3 separate regions of the Mus musculus genome follow, and regions 1 and 2 are each linked to region 3. The links are chromatin contacts, called in public promoter capture Hi-C maps. All regions are on one chromosome and are shown on one strand. Each heading gives the region's core, a stretch centred on a gene start, on an enhancer-like site or on the middle of the called end of the contact. The rest is flanking DNA. Distances are from core to core; before and after follow the strand shown. Region 1 holds the start of Rfx2 (regulatory factor X, 2 (influences HLA class II expression)). Region 2 holds the start of Mllt1 (myeloid/lymphoid or mixed-lineage leukemia; translocated to, 1). Region 3 holds the start of Pot1b (protection of telomeres 1B).

The links. Promoter capture Hi-C pulls out the DNA fragments that hold promoters and counts their contacts.
Region 1: a promoter capture Hi-C map of pre-B cells shows a contact between it and region 3. The contact joins the promoter of Rfx2 here to the promoter of Pot1b in region 3. A contact is called at or near these places in 2 of 39 promoter capture datasets (liver and pre-B cells).
Region 2: a contact with region 3 is called in a promoter capture Hi-C map of pre-B cells, with 4 times the contacts expected there. The contact joins the promoter of Mllt1 here to the promoter of Pot1b in region 3. A contact is called at or near these places in 2 of 39 promoter capture datasets (liver and pre-B cells).

Annotation. Positions count from the first base shown.
Region 1 is chr17:56,829,054-56,832,489 of GRCm38.p6, reverse strand. It overlaps Rfx2 (regulatory factor X, 2 (influences HLA class II expression)), which reads left to right and starts at 1,482. Exons shown (of 17, transcript NM_009056.2): 1 at 1,482-1,607.
Region 2 is chr17:56,934,137-56,937,662 of GRCm38.p6, reverse strand. Mllt1 (myeloid/lymphoid or mixed-lineage leukemia; translocated to, 1) reads left to right here and starts at 2,275. Exons shown (of 12, transcript NM_022328.2): 1 at 2,275-2,400. The coding sequence starts at 2,389.
Region 3 is chr17:55,710,898-55,714,622 of GRCm38.p6, reverse strand. Pot1b (protection of telomeres 1B) reads left to right here and starts at 1,987. Exons shown (of 17, transcript NM_028370.2): 1 at 1,987-2,083; 2 at 3,717-3,725.

The DNA of each region.
Region 1 (3,436 bases), core at 233-2,732, 1.1 Mb before region 3:
TGAAGGGCCACAGTTTGGTCCAAACAGATTCAGGCTCATTCATGCATAGCCATTTGCCTCCATGATAGTTACAGTTGAGTCTATGGGACTGGGTCTCTCAGCACGGGGGTGGGGGTGGGGGTGGGGGATGGGGACCGGACACTAGCTTTGTAGTGTAGGCAGCCAACAAAGTGGTGTTGTGGCACCAGGCTTCCAGTTGCTCCAATATATTTATTTTGGAAACTCCAGTCCTAGAGGCAGCGTCTACTGCCTTTCTCGCGGCCTAAGTTCAGGATTTCATGAGTTAGACTGTGCACAAATGCTTGGTGGCACCTGCCTCTCACCCTAGTAGTCAAGGACCTAAGACAAAAAGAACATTAACTTGGACTACATAGTGGGAATCTAGTCTAGCTTGGACTACTTAGCAAGACCCTGACTCACCGCTTTGGGCACATAAGCCCAAATTACCCATGTTCACTGGTGCAATTGGACGTTCAATGAATGAATGAATGAATGAATGAATGGAGCTATGGTCTGACAGCTCCTCCGCACTTGGGTCTCTGGGTTTAAACCTTTCCTTTTGCGTTAACTTTTCATTCTGTTTGTGTCATCCCACCAAAATATAAGCTTTATGAAGAGTCCACATTGAGACCTGTATATATATATGAACCAGAGAGGACAGAGAAGCGAGATGGGGTGGGTGAGGAGTTGTCAGCTTAGCCAGGACTGGTGAACACACACCCATCATCCCAGCACTAGGAGATGGAGCCAGGAAAATCAGGTGTTGGAGGCCAGCTTAAGCGGTGTAGTGAGTGTATACAAGACACCGGCTCAAAAAAAAAAAAAAAAAAAAAAAAAAAAGGAGAAGCGCTGGAGAGGAGGCTTCTGCTCTTGCAGAGGACCCGGGATCGGTCCCTGCTCAATTAGGCGGCTCATAGCAGACGGTCACTCTGGTTCCAGGGCGATCCAACGCTCTCTTCGGGTCTTCATGCGCATTGCATGCACACGCATAGACAACAATCTTTAAAAAAAAAGTTTTCAGTTTGTGGACCATGAAAGAGCAGGCGCAAGGCCAGAGTCTGCTGCTCCCCTTAGACGGTGAGCGCCTCCGGTCTAGCGGAATCACCGTAACTCCGCAAAACACGCACTGCCACCAGTGGGCCCTCGCGCACCTCCTTAGAGCCAACCCTTCCCGGGAGCCGCGCGCCTCCCGCCAGGCCCCGCCCTCCTTCTCAGCGATTGGCTGGTATTCTACCCAAGGACCTGCCCCTTCACCTCTGACGGGCACTATGAAAGCCAATGGGGAGATCGCCCGCCCTCCCCGAGGCCGTTGGAGGCGGGCATGGGCGGGCCGTTGGAGGGGGCGGGGCGTGCAGCTTGGTAACCGTTGCCGGGCGCAACGCCCCGCCCCGTGAGGGCAGCGCGAGGCTGAGGCGGGCGGGCGCCTGCTGCGGGCGGGCGCTGCGGGCGGGCGGGAGGGCGGCGGGAGCCGGAGGAGGAGCGGCCGGCGCCGCCACCGCCGCCGCCATAGAGACTGTAGCCGTGGAGACTGTTACTTACCAACGCGGAGCGACACGCAGCGGCCGACGCCGCGGGAGCCGCTACCGGAACTCCCTGCCGAACTCCAGGTGAGCGGTGCGGGCCGGGGCAGGGGGCGGTGGCGGAGGGGGGGGGGACCCCGCTGGAGGGGGGTCGCGGGGGCGGGCGCGGCCGGACCCGGCGCCCCAACTTTGCAGACGCCAACCTCATCCAATCCTGATAGGCGCCTCTGATTTGGGGGAGCCCTGGGCTGGGTGGAACCCCTCTCACACTCTCAAAAGTTTGTAAAGTGAAGCGATCTCTTCTCGCCTTTGACGCACTAAATCTGACTTTGAGGAGCGGGGACTCCAGAAGACCCCTCCTTGTCTCTTACTCCACAACACCTGAAACTCGGAGGCGCCCTCAAACTAGTCAGTCCTCTCTTTGACTACTCCCAAAGCCTGAATTGGAGTTGCCCCAAACCCGCTCCTTGCTGTCATCCCCCTAAAACCTGAGTTGGGGGCTCCCACAGAGCCAGCCATTCTCGTCCAAGTCTGAAAACCCAGAGGCACCGTCTCCCTTTTATACTTATGAAATCGGGGTTCTGGCTTTTATCCATGTACTTAACTCCGAGGGTACTCTTCTGCTTGCCTCATAGTTCTGACCCTCGGGTTTCCTTCTTGACTTAGGATTTGGGGGCTCCGGCACCGTTTTCTTGTGCTTTGACCAAAATAGTCACTGCGTTTGTTCTGTTCTGGAAGGAACTCCTCCCTTCGCGTTTTCTTGCCCATCCCAAATACCCCCGGCGCCCCAAATCCTCGGACCACTCTCCCCTGGAACCCGACACCGCTGCGTTTGGGGGTCCTTTACCATGCCGCTCCGGGAAGCTCAAGCGCACCCATAGCGTCCTCTTTGCCGAGATCCCCAATCTAGAAAACTTTCCCGAAGGAAAATATTGTGTGAACCGTTTGTAGGAAGATCCAGGAGGCCGGGAGAGTGCGTGCGCAGCCCTCCTGTGCACAGGCAGCACATCCCAAAACACCGGATTGTCTTCCTCGCCCCTTTCCATGGGTCATATCCGAGTTCGCAGTTGGGATTCGCTAGGGCTGCGGTTGTTTCCTTGGACCCTAGAGAGCTCGGTTCCGGACAGAGCCCCCTAGGGTGGCGGGGAGGGGAGTTGGGGCGGGGAACGCACCAAGAAACAGCTGGGACCGCTGTCTCTCCTGAGACTTCACCCCTACTTTAGTACGTCTCCGGAACACTCCGGTACTCAGGTCCCCCAGGAAAAATCCTACAACGATTGAGTGTTAATAAATGTAACTTTATTAGCATGTACATAAGTGTGGCCTTCTCCTGTGTGTATAATGTGTTGTAATCATAACCACCACTCGCCTCTCTTGACCCTGATGACCCCCACTCCTCCAGCCCTGGCTTGCTTCTACTTTTTGCTCCCTTTTTCCTTGAAGGGAACAGAGTTCAGTTGGGGCCACGGCGCAGAGGACAGTGGGTCCCTCCTCAGAAGTGGCCGTCAGGTCCTCGGGAGTCAGATGACTCTTTTCTTATTGTCAAAAGTGATTTGCTTTCCGATTTAAATTTTTACGTGTATTTATTGTGTGTGACTATACTGCACGTGCACACACCCCCGGAGGTTAGAGGACAGATTACAGGAGACTCCCTTCAGCACTTGATCTTGGGAGCTCAGTACACTTGGTGGCAAGAGCCCTTACCTGCGCATCTCCCTGCCAGTGGAATGAGCTTTAAACTTAAAGTGAAGCGAAGACAATTCTAGAACAGTGATGATATTAATAAAATAATAATGACGTAAAACTTCTCTTAAAATGTTTTCCTGTTTGAGTTTTTAACGTCAGCCTCAGCCTGTGAAGGTGCCTGTTTGATGGGACTGAGCTCTGGCTGAGTCCCTGCCGGTCCTCAGTGGAGC
Region 2 (3,526 bases), core at 1,026-3,525, 1.2 Mb before region 3:
TCTCTGTCTGAAGAGCTCATTCACTGATTTTGTGCCATGAAGTGGTATAAATAAGGACTCAGGACAGGCATCGCCTTCAAAGCTTTTCTTCTGGTTATTGAGATAGGGTCTCACTCTGTAGCCCAAGATGGACCTGAGACTGCCCTGCCTCAGCCTCCAGAGTACTGGTTGAATTGTGTTCCTGGCTTTGCTCCCATTCCACACTAAGTCCATCCCTCCCCAGATTCAGCCCTTACCATCTCACTTCCTGTCTTTGAATCTGACTGCTCTGGGGACCTCCCGGGAGTGGGATCCTGCAGTGTGTATCCTGTGTTTCATGTCACTGAGCAGATGCCAGAACGTCCTTCGTTTGTCTGCGGATAGTCTAGTATATTCTTTTACACTACACTTTTAAATACATCAACACTTGGGCCATTTCCCCATTCAATCTTGAAGTTGTTTTTGTCTTTGTTTTTTAATTTTTGTTTAGGGTGTGGGAGTGCCAGTCATAGCACATAAAGAGTCCATTCTCTCCACTTTAATTTGGGTTCTGGAGGACAAGATCCAGGTCCTTGGCTTATCTCTACAAGACATTATGCAGAAACCGTTCCCTGCCAGCTCTCTTCAGAACCAGACCGTCGGGGGCCTCTCCTCAGTTACATCCGTTTACCTGATCTAGTCTTTCTGAACGATGAGTGAGCCTCAGTCATCGTTAGGGCTAGTTAAACCACTGGTGGCATAGCACCTTTACTCCATGAACAAGGGAGGGCTTTCTCACCACTATCTTGAGGTCACAGTCTTACTGCCTCCACCTCCAAGTGTAGGGGCTTGGTCTGGTACTGCTTGTATTTAGGTGCTAAATTCTGTATCCCAAGGTCTAGTTGCCCCCAAGGAGGAGATCCTCACATACCCCAAGTGATGCTACGTATGTAACCTAGCCTCCCAAGTCAATTAGTCAATAAAAGGCTAAAGCCTGTGACTGGGCAATAGATAGAGGTAGGCAGGTTTTCAGTTACCTGGCTGGAGGTTGCAGGTAGAGAAAGGAGACTAAGAAAGACAGGGAAACTGGAGGAGGCCGCCACGAGAGGAGATGGACCATAAGCATGTGGCCAGGAAAAACAGCACGTCACAAGGGACACATGGGCAGGGATGTAAGTTAGAATAGCTCCAAACTAGTTCCAAACTAGAATAGCTGCACAACCTAGACTTACGGTTTGTAAATAAAATACCTGGATTGTGTGTGTGTCTTTTATTCAGGTTAGCAAAAATTTGTATTGCCTTTTATATCCAAGTTCTAGGATGATAGACATGTATCTCTGCACTTGGCTTATAGAGTCTTGAGGCTAGAACCCAGGGCTTCATCGTTCTAGCAGAGTGCTCTACCAATTATGCCCCAGCCTTGGCCTTCAAGTAAAAAAGTGAAAACAGAGCTGTGGGTGTAGTTCAATGGCGGGAGCCCTGAGTTCAATCCCCAGTTGTCAGTATCCACAGTCTACGGTTGACTACTGACTACCGTTCCTTTCCCTGCGTTGAATGAATGAGACCGCTGATCATTTAGAATGGCTCCGTTTCAGATGTGCACTGTAACAACCACAGAAAGAAGAACCACCTCCGACAAGTTTTTTTGTTTGTTTTTGTTTTTTAAAAGCTTACATTTTAAATGGTGCGTGTCTGTGTGCGAGCGCTAGCACCTGTGTGCAGTGCTTGAGAAGGCCAGAAGAGGTCACTGAAGTCACAGGCTGGTTTTTTACAGATGCACAACCCTAGCCTTTGCAAGGAGAAGTGGGCTGAACCCGCTGGCTTTACAGGATCCAGACCGGTAAACTAACCACCGGCGCTGTCACGCAGGAGCACCGAACATCGCCAGCGCTCCCTCCCTCCGCAGGGCTCGAACTTAAACTCTTAGGGCCTTTTTAGGGACGTCCCCTCTAGAGCCGCTCCCGGGGCGCAGTGCGCAGGCACCGCGCCACGGCCTGGCCCAACCCCTCCACGTGCGGCGCACACCTCGCGCCGCTCAGCAGAGCTCGCCTCGCGCCTCCTTCACTCCCTCCGCCCGCCCCCCTGCGGCGCCGGCTTTCTATTGGCTGACGGCTTCGTCGTTCTGACTGTCGCCCGGCGGGCCCCCACCAGCCCGGAAGTCCCGCCCCACGCGCGGGTCTCTGGCCTTCTGACAGGCTCGGAGGCTTGTCCATCGGCGAGGCCGGGCCCGAGTCGGCGGCTGGGGGCCCGCGGTCGCTGAGCCGCCCGGGCTGGCGGCGGTTTCCGGTTCAGCGCGGCTGGCGGGCGGGCGGGCGGCCCGGAACGGCGGCGGCGGCGGTGCGGCCCCCGACAGACAATGAGAGCGGCGGGGCGTTGCTGAGCGGCGGCAGCGAGAGCGACGCGGGCCCGGGGGCGGGGCGGGCGCCAGTCATGGACAATCAGGTAAGAAGCCTCCGCCCGGGACTGGCCTCCCGCTGCCCTGCGCGGCGTTGTGGCCGGCCCTGCGCGCACACCGCCCCGTGGGCACCGAGTTTGCGCGCGCCCACCCGGATGGGCCCTTCTCCAGCCACTGCGACCCCGGGGCGTCCTTCCCCCATCGCCATCTCGGGATGCCCCTCCTCCACTGTGACCCACGTACCCCTCCCCCATCGCGACCCCAGGTCTGGTGCAGAACCCTTTGGGATCTAACTCAGCACCCCAGTGCCACCCACTCCACACTGGGGAATTCTCTGCCAGCGTAGTGTATCCACACCGCCGCGGCATCTTGAGGGACTCAGCCTGGCTCAGAGCCCCGTGAGACACCCCTTAGAATCCCGGAGTACCCCCTGGGCATCATACAGGAGCTCAGGGCTTCAACACCTTAGGAACTCCATCTCATTCCAGAGTCCCCGGAGGCGCCCCTTAGGAATCCAGTTTACACACAGACTCCTGAAGTGTTTATCAGGATCCCAGGGATTTAGCGCCCTGGGCATCATCACAGCCTGGAACCCTTTGGGATTCCCCTTAGAGCCTTGGTACTACCTTAGCACCCTGGGGATCTCCCGCCTGGTCCACAGCTCTCCAGGAAGACTTTTGGAATCCTATAGCCACTCACAGCACCATGGGGATCCCGTCCTGGCCCCACATCCCCTGGGAAATCATTTAGAATCCCAGTAGAGAATGGAACCCATTGGGATTACAAAGCCACCCAGTCTAGCCGGGAACTCACGTCCCTTATGAATCCAAATCTAGCCAGACTCCCTTCAGAACTCCAGTACACCCCACAGCTCCTGGCATCCTTGTATGGCCCAGAATCTTTGGAAACATGTCTCAGAACTTAAGTGGGTCTTCCAGCCCCTGTGGTCCCTAGCATGAATCAGACTCTGTGGAGAGTCTACACAGAGTCCCCACAGACAGGGCTAGTAACTTTAGGATGCCCCCCCTACATATCCTCTTAGATGCTACACCACCCCAAATAGGGCCTGAGCCTCAATCTTTTTTTGGAAGATTCCTTCTTCCTGGGCCCATGACCCCAAATCTCCCCAAACTCCAGGGAATACCCCCCCCCCAACCAGGTGCTAGCTTCAGG
Region 3 (3,725 bases), core at 738-3,237:
GGAGGATATCCGATTTGCAACTCCTGTGAACCATTTATCCCCAAAGATGTCATGACCCACAGGTTGAGAACCACTGGCCTATGATTTCCATGGCATTTGCCTAAAATAAGACTACATTTTGATGCTATCAATAGAAAACCAAAAGCAAAAAATAAACACATATACTATTATATATCACTAGAAATCATGAGGAAAATGAGGTGTGGGGAGAGTTGACTTAAGAGCTCAGTACTGGCTTCAGGTGGTAGGGGTTTTGTTTTTGTTTTTCATTTTTATCTTGTTTACTACTCAGTCAACCACAGAACTGACTTCATCAAGTCTTCCCTCTGATTTTGTGATTTCTGCCAGAGGAAATGATGCACATATTTTCTTATGTGGTTTTAGGAAGAATTTCCAGGAAATCTGTACACAGACAGAAAATCTTGACATATCTGCTATAGATATACTAGAAAATATTGCCTTCCATCTCTGAACAATCTGAAACACACTTATGCTTAAATCTAACTGCAGCAAAAACAGTGGGAGTTTTCTGCCGAAGAACCAGTGGGTTGATACAAAGACTATCTGTCAGAAATAAAAAGCAAAATATAATTTCTAATATAAAAATAGAGAGGAGTTGATTAACATTTCTATTAGACCACTGTGGGTAGTATTAGGAAGTTTTAATATGGATGACACTAGCATAGATAAGCAGACATAAATAACAAACTAAAGAAGTACATTTTGATTTTAAGTCTCCTTTTAGTCTAATATACTCACTTCAAAATTCGTCCCATTTATATCATTTTAATGGGAACGTAAGTAGCAATGCCAATTTATTTGGTTTTCTTCACATATTCGATTCCATTGTGCCAAATTCTGACTTCATGTTATAGGTGGAATGTGCCCCAATCACACTGAATTTCTTTAACTCAATTACATGGAAATCACGTACATGGAAATATTCTTCTCAGTCATGGGAAAGATACCTTTAACTGATTTTTTTCTATTGATAGAACAATGGAGATCATTTCCATCCTACCATAAATGCATACAATCCCATCATTTTTGTCAATGCACTCAGTCTTTGATGAACTTTGATGAACTTAAGGGAGAAAGATTAACAGTTACAATTAACATAGGCAGTGCCATTAATGTTGCATGTAGTTTAAAAGAATGAACAAAAGACCTTCATTTTCATCAATGGAATTTCAAAACTTTCCCCACTTCCTGAAAAAAGTGGGTGGGTAAAATGAATAGATGTAGACTCAATTTAAACTAATAGTGGAACATTTTGTGAAAGATAAAAAAGTTATTCTGTGTTTAAAAATGCCTTTTAACCCGATACAAAGGGTTCCCAAATAACTCCAAATAATCGTGATAAACTTTTAAAGCCTACACACTTTTTAAAATTTAATTTTTAATTAATTTTTTTACACTCGATATAAGCCTACATACTCTTGTTCAGCTTTCTATATTCTGAAATTAATCATTACAAAGTTTCTAAACTCATGACAATTTTTCATCACTCAAAAATATAGTAAAGAACGATAAATCTTCAGACTAACAAAGGATTGTTGGTATTTTTCAACTTGCCTGGCAATAGCATAATAGCCCTAAATTGCGATTAAAAAAACAACAAAACAACATTGTTATCTTCGTCTATTTACATCGTGTAAAAGTGCATTTGGGTGCTTAACTTAGATTAACAAAGGGTTTTGCCTCTGATCCATTTATTCAACAAAATAGAATTTGGAGTCTCACTCGGAATAGGGTTCCAATTGGCTACAGGATTTAGGACTCTTTCAAGCCAGTTACTATCCTTTGAACAGTGTGTTCTCCCCCCCCCCCCCCCCCCCCCGCTAGTCCCCAGAAAAATCCATTAGGGGCGTGGAAAGAGGAGCAGCAGGCTTCCTACTCTGCAGGGACCAACTGGGAGGAGCTTGGCCGAGGCCCCGCCTGCCTTTCGCTTTTGTTATGGGAAGCACGAGCAAAAAGCGGGCGGAATGGTTGGAGTGCGCATGCGTGTGTCCCACGGCTCCGGAAGTCGAAGTCGCGTCTCTGCAGGTTGAAAAAGTTGCCGGGATCCTCGGTGTTCTGTGAGGTACTGAACGCTAGGGTGTTGGAGTTCTTGGTGTAATCGCTGGAGGTCGGGCCCTGGATGATATGAGGGGTCGTTTGCAACCACATTTGGGGTAGTTGTAGAGAAAGTGCGCTATGCGTTGGCGGCAGCGATAACCCGCTGTGTTCGGCATCCTCTCTCTCAGGGAGACCTCAAGCTTCAGGGGTGTGTGTGTGTGTCTGTGTGTGTGCGCTATGCGTTGGCGGCAGCGATAACCCGCTGTGTGTGTGTGTGTGTGTGTGTGTTATTGGGAGCCTCAGAGGCTTCAGGTACTTGCCCAGGTGACAAGTGTCAGAAGAAAAGCATGAACCTGGTGCACAGTGAACAGAGAGAGCGCTAGGATTAAAGGAACGGGCTACTACTATGCCGTGCAACAGGTCGGAAAACTGGCTTTTAAAAGTATTTTGATTCAAGCTGATACTTCCTGCTGAGGACACAAAAAGCATCGTTTTGCCAAAGTATAATTTGTTTTCAGTTTTTTTTTTTTTTGTTTTTTGCTTTCTTTAGTAATATTGAAGAGTATTAATGTAGGATCTACTTTTAATCTGTTTTTTTTCTTTGAAAAGTGGATAGTGACTTTATTAGTATGAGGTTCATATGAGTTTTAATCTGTTGTTTAAGAAATACCCATATGGTTGTTTACCAAGAGTCCATGGTGTGTGTGAGACAGAAAGTTTTAATATGAAAGCCAAAAGAGAAGTTGAAAGGAACTGTTATAAAACACTATCATGCCTGTACTTTTGACTAGGTAATTATTTTCCGAAGTTGACAGTGGGGCAGAGACTAAACTGAACTTTTTGTTTTGTATTGACTTGCCCTCATTGTCCTAGTTTATGAGTTTTTCATTTCACATTAAGAATTTTTTCTTTCTTAAATTGTAATTGGTTTCTAAAACAACATTTTATTTTGCTGAGAGATTGTATTACCGGGTTGAGAAAAAACACTTTGGGAAATTAATGAACTTCACTTTCTGTATCTTCAATAAGACTTAAGTTATGAATCTTACATATTTTTTTCCTCAGATTTTCCCCAGATGACTTAATATTTATTAGAACATGCTATATTGAATTCCTAAAAGTATGGTCCAAGTGAAATTCAGAGAAAGGTTCTCTAAAGATTAAGAAAGGGAATCGAATATCCTGACTGCCTGACACATCCCATAGTTCAGTATGAGTATATTAGGAGTACTGTGCCAGTGCAAGTTTTTAAAGGCAAGTGAGCATGCTTGCTGAAGATTGCTGTAATCCTCAGCCATAGATATTAGCAGCACAGGCTTGCACAGAGAGAGGTTCTGTTTGTGTGTGTGTGTGTGTGTGTGTGTGTGTGTGTTGTGTGTTGTGTGTATGCAGTGGGCTTTATGCAGGATGAGGCTGTAGCAGAGACCTTTGGGACAGTAATTCTCAGGTAGTCAGTCATATGTGAGAAGAACCCTTTCTCAGAACCTCTAAGTGACTTTATGTGTTTTGTTAGGGTTGATGCTACTCTGGCAGTATCCTGAAAACTTTCTTAAAAGATAAGACATTTCAAAGGCTTTCAGTTGTATTCAAACTTTTGCATAAAAAATGTATATAGTTTGTAAAAGCAGTCATCTTTACTATTTTTCTCTCCATTTTAGGGAAAAAAC